Regions from separate parts of the Mus musculus genome. Here regions 2 and 3 are each linked to region 1. A link is a contact called in public HiChIP or PLAC-seq and promoter capture Hi-C data. All regions are on one chromosome and are shown on one strand. The core of a region is the stretch at or near the end of the contact, and the rest is flanking DNA. Distances in the headings are between cores, read along the strand shown.

Region 1 (3,917 bases), core at 700-3,199:
GAAACTATTTGTACAATCAACACACACACCTCATTGTTGATAATGAAATCAAGGCAGGAACATGAACTGAATATGAATTAAGAAAAAGGCAAATGTAGAGGTAAGAACAGCACAAGAGAGAAGCAGACAGTGCAGTCCAGATGGCCACCAGTTGAGGTGAGATGAAAAGGGGAGACAGAATTGACCTTCCTAGAAAATACAAGATCTTCATGTACCAGATTAAGAAGAAAATAAAAACTAAATGTAATTTAGGAGAAACATGCAGTCTTTCCAAGACTGAAGCACAGATCTCCCACTCTCAAGATCTGCCACGTCATAAAAACTCAATGAATGGAGTAAGAGATGATTGCTATGACCTCACAGCTGCTTCTCACACTAGACCCCAGGGTAGGGCAGGGCAGGGCAGGGCAGGGCAGGGCAGGGCATCACAATAAGGCACAACTCAATGAGAGGACTGAAGTGGGGACTGCACACTCTCCAAGTTTATTTACTCACACATCTGGAATCTACTAACTGCATACAGCCTGGCAGGTGTGAGACTACTACAATAATTACAATAAATGCCCTTACAGAGTCAAACATTCTGGAGGTGGATGAAAGAGCATTAGCCCACCGAGCTATGTTAGATAACATAAAGCTGTAGGAAATAAATACACAGGAGGACAAAGTGATGGGAGACATGACAGAAAGTAGACAAAGGGTCAACACGGTACTGTGTAGGCGGCGACTGCACGGCAGGAGGGAAGACGGATCTGGGTAGAGATGTGTGGTGGTTGAAGAAAATGCCTGCACAATGAGGTGCCTGACATACCTAGGTCAGAGGCAGAGGCAGGGTGTGTCTCTCTGAGAGATGAAGGGGTCAGGGTGAAGAGAAAACGTGATCCCGGGGGATGCAGGCTGTCTTTTCCCTGTGAGCCAAAAGTTGTCAAGGACTGAAAGCATACATCATGGAGGATCACCTTAATTAATTAAACACTGTAAAAAGTCAACATTCAAGGAAGTCATCTATTCCAGATAGGCTTTCTGACTACAGCCTATCTACACTGTTTAGAGAACACCGTGCCTCTCTATCTGCAGGTGCAACAAACCTCAGATCAAAAATAGTCAAGAAAGAGGCTGAGAACACGGTTCAGGGGTAAGCCTTATAAGCTTATATGTACGTCTTGTGTGCCTGAATCTGAATCTCTAGTTTCACACATGGACATGTGTGTCTAACCTCAGTGATCTGGGCAAAGACAGGCAGACCCCAGAAACTCACCAGCTAGCCAGTGTATCCAAGAGAGTAAACTTTGGTCCAGTGAGGGACGCTGACTCAAAAGAATAAGGCAGAAGGCAAAAGAGAAAGGTATTAGATATCTTTTTTTTTCTGGTACACATACACACACAAATAACACTCAGAAAATACTATGCCTATACTGAAGTTTCTTTTGTTTAGTCCCTAATTAATAAAGTATAGCAGCTATTTCTATAGCTAGTGTACACTGCACTAAGTTTAAGTAATTTAATGATGTGCGTAGGAGCTGTTTATCTATGATGTCATTTTATATCTGGGACCCACAAATCCACAGATGTTTATGTCTGAGGAACGGTCTAGAAATGGCTGTATTAAAACACAGTTTGTAACTTCTGTCAGTTGAATATTTATAGACTATTCTAATTTTGCTACTGGTTGGAACTTATAAAATGTTTAAAATGCAAATTGTAGCCTCAGTAACCAATGTGTGGGCCAAACCATTCCTTATGTTTAGCTAGCAGCTGCTCCAAGGCATCTCTCAGTTTGACTTTTAAAAGAGGACTGGCAATTGATTGACAGCAGAACCTACAGCTATCAGGGTCACTTTCATGTGTCAACAAAAGCAGAGCATCCGTTTATATAAGATAACTCATGTGCATTCCCCAGGGCAAGGGGCAGACAAACACAGCACACCCTGAAAATTGGTTTCAAGTCATTCAGACAAGTGAAAAGGAGACAGGGATTCAGAGCACAACTGCTCATGCCAGAGATGGTCTCCTGGGGGCCTGCCTTGCCATCTGTTCTTCCCTAGCAGGTTTTAAGATACAAAATCATCATAGCACAAGTAAACAGTAATAAAAACATGGAATGTGAGACCACACAGGAGTTCATTCTGGAAGGAATGCCAAAGCTCTGGCTAGAAAACCCCTGAACAAAAGGGAGCACTCGCTCCCCCACCCCCACTGCCTCTCAGAAGCAAGCAACATAGGAAGAGCAGAGCAGACTGGAGCTCACAAAGGGTTGAAGGTTAGCATATTTCTCTGTAATTTTTTAATTAAAAAGTTTTTAGAAACAATAGCAAATGTCATATATTATTCTTGACATACTTTGTCTCCAAATGACAGCAGACACATCACGGACAATAGTATCCTTCTGCCTTTGACGCCCCTCTCCTTGTACAGTGAGAAAATTGGGCTTCTAGTGTTGATCAAGAACAAACTGAGATTATACCTAGAGTTTGACAGGAGCTGCCAATTATTAGTTATGACAATTCTATAAAAACCTGTGATTAGAATTGTGTTTGCAGCCTTTGTCGTGCTGCCGCTCCCTAACGCCAGCCGCCTCTAGCTTGCCAAGCTCCAGAAGAAGGGGGTGGGGGTAAGTAAGGAGGTGTCCATAACAAGGTTCATACAAAGCAGACTGCCCACAAATCCACCCATGGTAAAGCACCCAGGAAACAACTGGCTACAAAAGCTGCTCACAAGAGTGCACCCTCTACTGGAGGGGTGAAGAAACCTCATAGTTACAGGCCTGGTTCTGTGGCACTCTGAAATCAGACTCTATCAGAAGTCCACTGAACTTCTGACTCACAAGCTCCCCTTTCAGCTTCTGGTGCAAGAAATTGCTCAGGACTTCAAAACAGATCTGTGCTTCCAGAGTGCAGCTATTGGTGCTTTGCAGGAGGCAAGTGATGCCTATCTGGTTGGTCTTTTTGAAGATACCAGCCTGTGGGTGGGCTATCCATGCCAAACGTGTAACAATTATGCCAAAAGATATCCAGCTAGCATACCGCATACACGAAGAACATGCTTAAGAGTCCACTATGAGGTGAAACATTTCATTCTCAAAAAATTTTTTTAATATCTCTTAATATCAATGGACTCAATTCCCCAATAAAAAGATATAGACTAACAGACTGGTCATGAAAACAGGACCCAACATTTTGCTGCATACAGGAAACCCACCTCAGTGACAAAGACAGACACTACCTCAGAGTAAAAGGCTGGAAAACAATTTTCCAAGCAAATGGTCCCAAGAAAAAAGCTGGAGTAGCCACTCTGATATCGAACAAAATCGACTTTCTACCTAAAGTTATCAAAAAAGATAAGGAGGGACATTTCATACGTATCAAAGGTAAAATTTACCAAGAGGAACTCTCAGTTCTGAACATCTATGTGCCAAATGCAAGGACATCCACATTCATTAAAGAAACTTTAGTAAAGCTCAAAGCACACATTGCACTGCACACAATAATAGTGGGAGACTTCAACACCCCACTCTCATCAATGGACAGATCCTGGAAACAGAAACTAAACAGAGACACAGTGAAACTAGCAGAAGTTATGGAACAAATTAATTTAACTGATACTATAGAACATTTTATCCTAAAACAAAAGGATATACCTTTTTCTCAGCACCTCATAGTACGTTCTACAAAATTGACCATATAATTGGTCACAAAACAGGCCTCATCAGATACAAAAATATTGAAATAATCCCATGCATCCTATCAGATCACCATGGACTAAGGATGATCTTCAATAACAACATAAATAATAGAAAACCCACATACACGTGGAAGCTGAACAACACTCTACTCAATGATAACTCGGTCAGGAAGAAATAAAGAAATTAAAGACTTTTTAGAGTTTAATGACAATGAAGCCACAACATATCCAAACTT
Region 2 (4,133 bases), core at 1,436-3,935, 640 kb after region 1:
TGCTGACTGCTGTTTCAGAGGACCCCAGGTTCAATTCCCAGCACCCATATGGCAGCTCACAATTGTCTGAAACTCCTGGATCTGACACCATCACAGACATATATGCAAACACCAATGCACATAAAATAAAAACATAAATTTAAAAATAAAACTCATAAAAATAAAATTCATCTATTAGCCACAAATTCATGACATAAACCACTATACTATACCACAAGCATTTTGCAGATTCTTCCTATACTGGTTTTCAGTCTTAAAATGCTTTCCTAGAAGGTGAAAACAAAGGCACTGGTCTAGCATACAGGCATTCAGAATTAAAGAGGTGGTACTAGGCTGGATAATACAGGAATACACATATTTCTGCTCTGAGGAAAAACATCAATGAATTTCCACTAATAGACCTTGCACTGACTAGTTCTCAGAGCTAAGGAACTTGTGCTGACCCAGGAACAACTTAGTAATCAAATGCCAAAGATGTATGGAAAAAGATAAACAGAAACAACTACCAGCCAGGGCTTCAGCACTAATTTCCAAAGCAAGGGAAGTACATATACCTCTCCACTATAAAATCAAAAACAAAAAACCTACCTGCCAGGCGGTGGTGGCTTGCCTCTTTATTCCCAGCACTCAGGAGGCATAGACAGATCTCTATGAGTTTGAGACCAGCCTGGTCTAGAGAGAAACCCTGACTCAAAAAACAAAAACAAAACAACCTTCCTAAGGTTTTACTAGGTTTTCAGCACAATATAGATCCAGATACTTATTCAGCTTTATCTGTCAAATGCAGATGAGAATCTCGACCCAACAATGCATCCCAAAGAACTGGGATGACTGGATCACAGGCTAAATGACTCAGGAAGTAAGAAATTATCTAATCTTTACCATACAACTAACTGTGATGTTAGGCTAGTAAGAATCCAAGTCTCTTTACAAAGCTGTCTACAATACTTTCACCAATCTTAAACTGGTATCTAGCAGTGGGGAAAAATAATAAATGCTGAAACACTTTCTGGCTCATGGTAAAATGCTTCCAGAGACTGCAGCAGCCATACTGCTGTATCACTTGCTACAGTCACAAGGAAAACGAACTAAACTATCAAGCTATTCCTTATCTAAGCTACAATAATATAACTCAAGAAATGCATCAGACCTATAATAGCCAACTCTTCAAATATTTCAAAAGCAATGTGTGAAGAATAGTTATTCAGCTGTGTCGGCAAACAGAGCAAACATTTAGCCTGGATGCTTAATTGTTCCCAGGCAACTAAGTCTCAAGGTCGATTAAACTTGCAAGAAGATCTATGTTCTCTGATATAAAGAATGTCGAATCCTTAACCTGGCTTATGGTAATGCACACTCAGGGATGGGAGGGGTAGAAAGGTTACCTTCTTCTTCTCGATGTTCCTAATTTTGTGTTTAAGGCATATAAGTCCATTATCAATATAGGTTTCATATGCCTGGGAAGGAGATGCAGCAGAACTGAGAGTAGACTGCAGGGGGCTCAGAGCCCGCTGGTTTTCCCCTTGCTGATCCTGGTTCACTTGGGACTTGGCTGACTTCATACTTCCCACTTTTCCCTCCTCTGAATGGCCGGCCTGAAGGTGACTGGTAACCGAAAAGGGATGGAGAGAGTTGCACCACTGAAACAGATGAGGCTAAAGGATGGGGGCAGGAGGAGTTAAGTACCAATGTAAACTAAAGGTGCACAACGAGGAGCTTCTTTAAAATGAAATGAAGTCAAAACATAACGTTGATTCAGACAGCGTACTTCCACTCCCCTACTAAGGTTAATTGACACAAGCAATAGCCAATAAAGACAGTCTATACGTAGGCAAAATTTACACTATAGGAATGTTTCCAGAAGTTCTATTCCCCACATGGAGAACTGCTAAGCAAGCGGAAGGCTTCTGATCTCATTCTGAATAATTTCTATGGTCGGGGGCGGAGGGTGAGGGTTGCAGCCACAACTTCAAGCTATCTCAAAGTCTACGTGAACCAAGTTTCTTGTACTAAATGACAACACTCTTTGACTGTCCAGGACCTAACCAAGTGCATCCCCCTGGACACTGCTGCCAAGTCTCACAAACTGTACGCCGAGGTGGCTTCCAGTTGTGTTTACAGTAACTCACAATCACTCACTCCTATACTGGCAAGCCTTCCGCTACCCGCACCAAGGAACCGGGAAACCAAGGAGTCGGACACTTCAACTCTATTCAGAAATCCTGCCCGTAAGGAGCAAGACCAGAGCTAGACAGCCCCTGGACACCATTGCTCGTTCAAGTGCCCCAAGGGCCCGAGTAGAGGAGCCCCAGTCAGGGTCACAGTCTAAGGGCCCACGCAGCCCACCAGACGCAGAGCGCTCTGCAAAGCCGCTGAGAAGCCCGACCCCAGAATGCTGGGGCACCACGCTTCTCCACCCCGCCGCGGCCGCGCAGACCCACCCACCCCGCCGCCGTCCTGCTTCACCTCCCCGGCTGCCTCCGAAAGCGCGCGGGAGTCCTGCGCGCTGCAAAGTGGGCGAACTCCACCCCGCACTCCCTTCTCCCCCCGCGTCCCTTCCTCCCGCCTCAGCTTAGCCTGCGGCCACCGCCGACAGTGCACCCAGCCAACTCCGCTGCTCGCGCCCAAGCTGTCCCCCTCAAGGCGCGCGCAACTTATGTAGGCCGCGCACGGCGCGACCACGCCCAAATCCCGCCTATTTCCGGTCCTCTGCCCCGCCCTCTAGCACGCGAGCTCCCCTCGGAGGCTTCGCCTTCCGGTGTCCCCTCCCACTCCCCTCTCGTGCGCTAGACCACCACAGTCCGCCCTTTTCCGGTACCCGGGACCTGCGAGGGACAGGTCCTTTCCGGTGCCCCTCTCTGCAAGCCTGCGCTTGGCGCGTACCTTCCCTGCGCTTCTCTGTTGCGCCTGAGGCTGGTGTGAGATACTGCACCTGGTAGCATGGATGGGCCCGCTTGTTTCAGCCAGCACTGGTGCAGATGATTTCAATTCTTGGAAAAGAGGCAGCAAGTCCTGCGCAGAATGACCAGATAAGCCAGCCTTCAGGCTCTAATGGTTTAAATGGGCACTTCTAAAATACAAGAGCACCCTTGCCCCACAGATGATTTTTCATTGTAGAATGAGTCAGAGGACTCAGCCTGTAAGAGCAGCAGAGTAGATGACTGCAGCCTTTGTAGTAGGAGGGTATGCGCCAAGGCTATGTGTCGCTATGAAGCAATTCATTTCATTGGCACTAAAAGAGTTGTTAAAATTATTTGTTGGGCCGGGCAGTGGTGGCGCACGCCTTTAATCCCAGCACTCGGGAGGCAGAGGCAGGCAGATTTCTGAGTTCGAGGCCAGCCTGGTCTACAGCGTGAGTTCCAGGACAGCCAGGGCTACACAGAGAAACCCTGTCTCGAAAAAAAGAAAAAAAAAACAACAACAAAAAAAAGTTATTTGTTGGGTTGCATAAAGTTAACAGAAAACAGGAAGAATGTCAGCTTCTGAAGGACTGGTGGTAGTTCCTGTATCAAATGAGGTTTTAGGGGTAGATTACTCCCTAATACCAGGGAGGCAGGAACAGACCTAAACAAAAAACACTACCTCATAAACTAAATAAAATAATAAAGTTAATAAATTAAAACTTGTGCCCAAGTATTTTACCAAATAGAATTGGTTTTAAGTCCTATCCTTGAGGCAAGGGTAATTATTTAGAACAGGGCAGTCAAAAGCATAATCAAGTAAATAAATGGAAAGTCTGGACAAGACCACCCAAAAATCACCTTGGCTTTGGCACTTCTTGTTACCTATTACATGTTTACCTGCATGTATGTTTATGTACATGGTTGCCTGGTTCCTGCTGTAGGTCAGAAAAGGGTGTTGGATACCCTGGAACTGGAGTTATAAACAGTTGTGAACCACCACGTGGGTGCAGGGAATTGAGCCCAGGGAGGGCCTGTGGAAGAGCAGCCAGTGCTCTTAACCACTGAGTCATCTCTCCTCCCTGTCCTATTATGTTCTTTAATGTTGTATTTTAGCTTTGAATCTCTGAACTATACCTGCAACTTGAATATTAGACAAACACTATGTTGTCTGTTTTCCTCATTTATAACTAGAGAAAGAACAGGCTGCTGAACTGACCAATAGACTTACCT
Region 3 (4,385 bases), core at 1,706-4,205, 840 kb after region 1:
AGAGAAGAATTGTCAATATCAGCAAAAGAGATCCGTGGAATGAAGAGTGGGTCTTACGATTTGTTTTCTACCAATTTTTATCCATATGTCCCTCTTTCACTGTCTCCCATTCATCCCTTCCACCAGGGACAAGATGGTTTATAAATGATTCACAATAAATAAGACCTGTTGGTGTTTCCACTAAAAAGATGTTTCTTTCTGGCACACAAACTTTCAAGGCTTGGAGGTATGGCTGTCAATGAACCAATGAAGAAATAAGTACTGACAGGAGTGGGAAGACCCAAACAAAATAACACTGACATAATCACCTCAGGGTTACCAATGTCTATGTTTTTAAAAACTGTGAGATCACAGGCATTGTTTTTGTGAACAATTGCATGAAAAAGTAAAGCCAAGTATGAAAGCACATAGATAAGTTTATTTATTCAAAAAAAGGATACACTTAAGACAGGAGATAGGAAACTTTTTTTAAAAAAAAATCTTATCTTGTTATCCCAGCCACTTAAACTTCCTTAAAGGTTAAGTTAAACTGGAAAGAAATTAGCTTAGAAAATAAAACACCTGCCAAATAGCTGTATGATTCCTAAACCTTAAATCTGTAAATTCCTAGTATGCAGGGGTCACAACCACCCCTAATTCTAGTTCCAGACAATCCAACACCCTCCACTCTCTTCTAAATGCTGAAGGCACCAGACATGCACATAAACATTCATACACATAAGATAAATCTAAAAAAAAAATTAAAAACAATTCCTTCATTATATTACTAGCACAGAATATATTTTTTCAGATTTTTATACTGTTTAAGTGTGTGTGTGTGTGTGTGTGTGTGTGTGTGTATTAGAGAAAATGCCCTCAGAGGCCAAGTGTGTCAGCTCCTTTAGAACTAGAACTAGAAGTGCTTATAAGCCTCCTAATCTGGGTGCTAAGAATCAAACTTGGGTCCTCCTTCAGCAAGAGTAGTGCATGTTTTCACTGAGCCGAGTATTCCGCTGGCCCAAGAATCTTTCTCTTCTAAGTAGTAATACAATAAGAACAATCAAAAGAACAATAGGAGATACTGCTTTATGAAGACTGAGGTGAATGGAAAGGGCAAATACAGGCTTTTTTATTTCATCATTCACCTGTCATAGAAGGCCCAAGAAATCCTAGTTGTTTAGAGGAGTCCTAGAAAAATATATTTTTTACTAGCCCAAAAAAACTCTTTCTCCAAAATCACTATTGCAGACACCCCCCCCCCCTGCAACTTCATGTCCCTTAACTATACTATTCTTAACATGTACATGAAATCTTAGCTGAAGAAACAGTAGGATTATATAATTATACATACAGGGAAAACTTGGTATTTCATTATTCCTCTAAAACTATACTTAGTTTTTGTTAACATTTTACTGTGAAGCTGACTTAATAATATGCTCAATTAAGACGTGAGACTGTATTAGTAAAGGCTGACCCGTTTTGTTTACTATCATTTATTATTTAATACATTCTTCCCAGCCCTTTCCTCAAAGGAAGAGAGAAAAAAATCTATACTAGTGCAATCAACCTGGGATGGTATATTCCAAAAAAGCTGCTGTGAAAGGCTATGACCTAAGTGTTTAGCACTGACACAAATAAAGTTCTGGTGGTAGGCGTTATGTGTCTCACCCTTACCAAAAAAAAAAAAAAAAAAAAAAATCACAATTCAGATTCCAAGGAGGAAAGCGGAATGAAAAATTCAGTCAGTCATTTCTCCCCGGCCTGCTTTCTACATTTCGCATTCCCCGGTCCCTACCATCCTTCAACTGCCCGGGTTCCCAGGGTACGTTCCCCAGCTCAGTCCCGCACTGCGTCACCAAACCCGTCAAATGGGGGCCATGCTCCTCCAGTGACACCTCGGCAGTGATTCACGGCGCGCCCCTCTTGGGGAGGATTGTCCAACTACATCAACTCAGGAACCAGGCAGGGGTATCAACAAAGCATCAGGCCGCAACCCAAGCGTCCAAAGGTCCTCGCTAGCTCGCGGCACTGGCACTGCCAAATCCACAGGATTCCAAAGGGTGACTCGCTCGTCATCGCAGAACCAGGGGGAGGGGTGGCGCCGACCCAGAGCGGTCGGGGTCGATCCCGCTGGGCCTCCTGCCCGAGCGGACCTCACCGTAGCCCCGCGGTCCCGACTCCTTCATGGAGCTGCCGACCACCGCATCCGCCGCCAGGGCCAAACTTCACGAACCACTGCACAGCCCGGTCCCGCGCACCATGAGCCACCCGCGAGCAGCGGAGGGTCGGGCCCTCTGGGGACCCGCGCCGGTTACAAGGACCCAACACCCAGGGGCTTAGCCAGAGCGCGGAATTAACAACAATGTCATTATGTCGCCCACGAGTGCCCATCTAGCCGGAGCGCGGCTATAGCCGCCGACTTTTTGTCTGGAGCCCGCACCTCGCCTCCCTAGCGCCTCCAAAGCCAGCCCGGCCTTACCCGCCAGCTCGTCGGGCTCCAGCCCGCTGTCCGCATCGATCCCGCACAGCACGAAGTAGTGCGCGAAGCGACAGGCGGCCGGGGAGGACCCCGAGCCCGGGCCCGGCGCCGCGCTGCTACCGCTCATCCCGCCGCGCTGCCGGTGCGACCGTCGCTGGGGTTCGCGGAGGAGGCTCTCCGGCGTGAACCGATGAGAAGCCTCGCTGAGAAGCGTCGCAGGCTTCCCTCGCGGAGGAGGCCACCGCGGCGCTCCGACTGCGGTCTCCGCCGCGACCCTAGGACGAGCCCGGCGCGCCCATGGCCGCGCAATCGCCGCGGCCGGGATCCTTCTAGACGCTGGTACCGAGGAAGCGGCCTCGGGCTCGCGCGCGGACCGGAGGGCGGGCGGGATTCCGCCGCGGCGGGGGAGGGGCGCGCAGGGGGAGTGTCAGCTAGGGAGGCCCGCGCCGCCGCGGCTGCGCCCGCTGGAGCGCAGCGTCTGGCGCCCGCGGGTCAACTGAACCGCGCTGCGCGACGGGAGCGCCCGCAGAGCTCGGTGGCGCGCGGTTCGGGGCGCGCACCAGTGAGCTCGGAGGATCGGGGGCGCGTCTGGGTGCGTGCCCACCCGCGGTAATATTGAGGAAACCTCTCTTGCACGGTGCAGCCCCCAACAGTCGGTTGAGCACGAGCCGCAGAGCAGGATCGTATCTTCCAGAGAGGATGTCGCCCAACCCAACCTAAACAATAACGTAGCTTTGGAAAAGGGAGACAGCACGCTGAGGTCATTTCCCACAACGTCTGTACCGTATTTTTAAACTGTCATGCAGATGCTTAAACCATTTTAAGATCCTAGTCCCCGGCAGGACGTGGTGACTCACATCTATAATTCCAGCACTCCTGTGACTGAGGCAGGAGGATCCGGAGTTGGAGATGAGCCTCTCTACCTAGTGAGACTCCATCTCAACACACACAAAAATGAGGAGGGTAAATAACAACCTGGGTAATTGACTCTTAGCTTCTATCGTACCTTCCAATAATCTTCCGGAACCCTTGAAATGACTTCTCTTACCATTTTAGCTGGATTGTACTTGGGATGGGGAGTATTTATGCTTCCTGGTTCATTCTTTCCAGTATCTATAGAACCTTGGGTCCCACTTGACCTGCCATTTATATTTTAGTGAAGGAAAGAATGATGATAATCTAGGTAGTATCAGGATGGTGCTACTGGGAAAATAACCAACTTTGAAATCTGTAATGTATATGGACATTTAATGTTATGCAATTATTGCTTCTATTATACAGAGTACACATAAAAATATTTTACTGAGTATTTCTATTTTTGTTGGTGGCTTCTTGCAGGATGTTAGATTCTAAGCTAGTCAAATATAGCAGAAAACTGATTTATTGTTTGTGCTAATCAAGAAACATGCTTTCTGTTCATTTGAGCAGTAACTGATTTATAAAATTGTAAACAGTAATGATTTAGTTTTGTTTTATTAACATATATAGAATACTGTATTTAATCATGACATTTCCATACATGTACTTTCTTGTTTTGTTTTTTGAGACAGGGTTTCTTTGTGTGACAGCTCTCGCTGTCCTAGAACTCTATTTGTAGACCAGGCTGGCCTCAAACACACAGAGATCCTCCTGCCTCTGCCTTCTCAGTGCTGGGATTAAAGGCATGTGCCACCACAACCCAGCTTCATGTACATATTTTGATCATATCTTTTTATAACCTTCTTGTACCCCCTGTCCCACCCCATTCCCTCTGATCTCCTTCCTTTTCACACCAACTCCTTCTGCTTTCATTTCTTTAACCTTTTTGGTGATCAAATAAGTTCACCAAACTTATTTTAATTTTAAAGACTTTTTAAAATGACATTGTGTGTGTGTGTATGTGTGTGTGTATGTATGTGTGTGTGTGTGGGGGGGGGGGTTCTGTGCT

Evidence for each region. Promoter capture Hi-C pulls out the DNA fragments that hold promoters and counts their contacts. HiChIP or PLAC-seq counts read pairs in DNA pulled down with a chosen protein or histone mark.
Region 2: a contact with region 1 is called in a promoter capture Hi-C map of pre-B cells, with 5 times the contacts expected there. The contact joins the promoter of Caprin2 here to the enhancer-like site in region 1. A contact is called at or near these places in 15 of 39 promoter capture datasets (the 3T3-L1 cell line, 3T3-L1-derived adipocytes, the C10 cell line and 10 more), 1 of 15 datasets of contacts at CTCF or cohesin (the NIH/3T3 cell line), 14 of 484 Hi-C or Micro-C datasets (the AML12 cell line, the C10 cell line, the C2C12 cell line and 9 more), 5 of 115 datasets of contacts at active chromatin or transcription factors (bone marrow-derived macrophages, embryonic basal ganglia, embryonic limb bud and 2 more) and 3 of 9 other capture datasets (adipose tissue, liver and macrophages).
Region 3: a contact with region 1 is called in an H3K4me3 HiChIP or PLAC-seq map of forebrain, with 4 times the contacts expected there. The contact joins the promoter of Dennd5b here to the enhancer-like site in region 1. A contact is called at or near these places in 1 of 39 promoter capture datasets (the 3T3-L1 cell line), 7 of 484 Hi-C or Micro-C datasets (the AtT-20 cell line, CD4 T cells, the G1E-ER4 cell line and 3 more) and 7 of 115 datasets of contacts at active chromatin or transcription factors (differentiating embryonic stem cells, embryonic forebrain, embryonic limb bud and 4 more).

The regions. Positions count from the first base shown.
Region 1 is chr6:148,258,507-148,262,423 of GRCm38.p6, forward strand. All of the region lies in intron 13 of Tmtc1 (transmembrane and tetratricopeptide repeat containing 1), which reads right to left. All of the region lies in intron 1 of Gm52483 (a long non-coding RNA gene), which reads left to right. Among named protein-coding and RNA genes, the nearest start is that of Gm52483, 15 kb to the left of the region's middle. Within about 2 kb of position 1,950, at least 25 of the 459 cell types and tissues checked have an H3K27ac peak or open chromatin away from gene starts, as enhancers often do. A contact at or near this core is called in forebrain, pre-B cells and pro-B cells, where this site is marked.
Region 2 is chr6:148,893,552-148,897,684 of GRCm38.p6, forward strand. Caprin2 (caprin family member 2) reads right to left here and starts at 2,686. Exons shown (of 19, transcript NM_181541.4): 1 at 2,467-2,686; 2 at 1,386-1,605. The coding sequence starts at 1,562.
Region 3 is chr6:149,098,725-149,103,109 of GRCm38.p6, forward strand. It overlaps Dennd5b (DENN/MADD domain containing 5B), which reads right to left and starts at 2,956. Exons shown (of 21, transcript NM_177192.3): 1 at 2,459-2,956. The coding sequence starts at 2,585.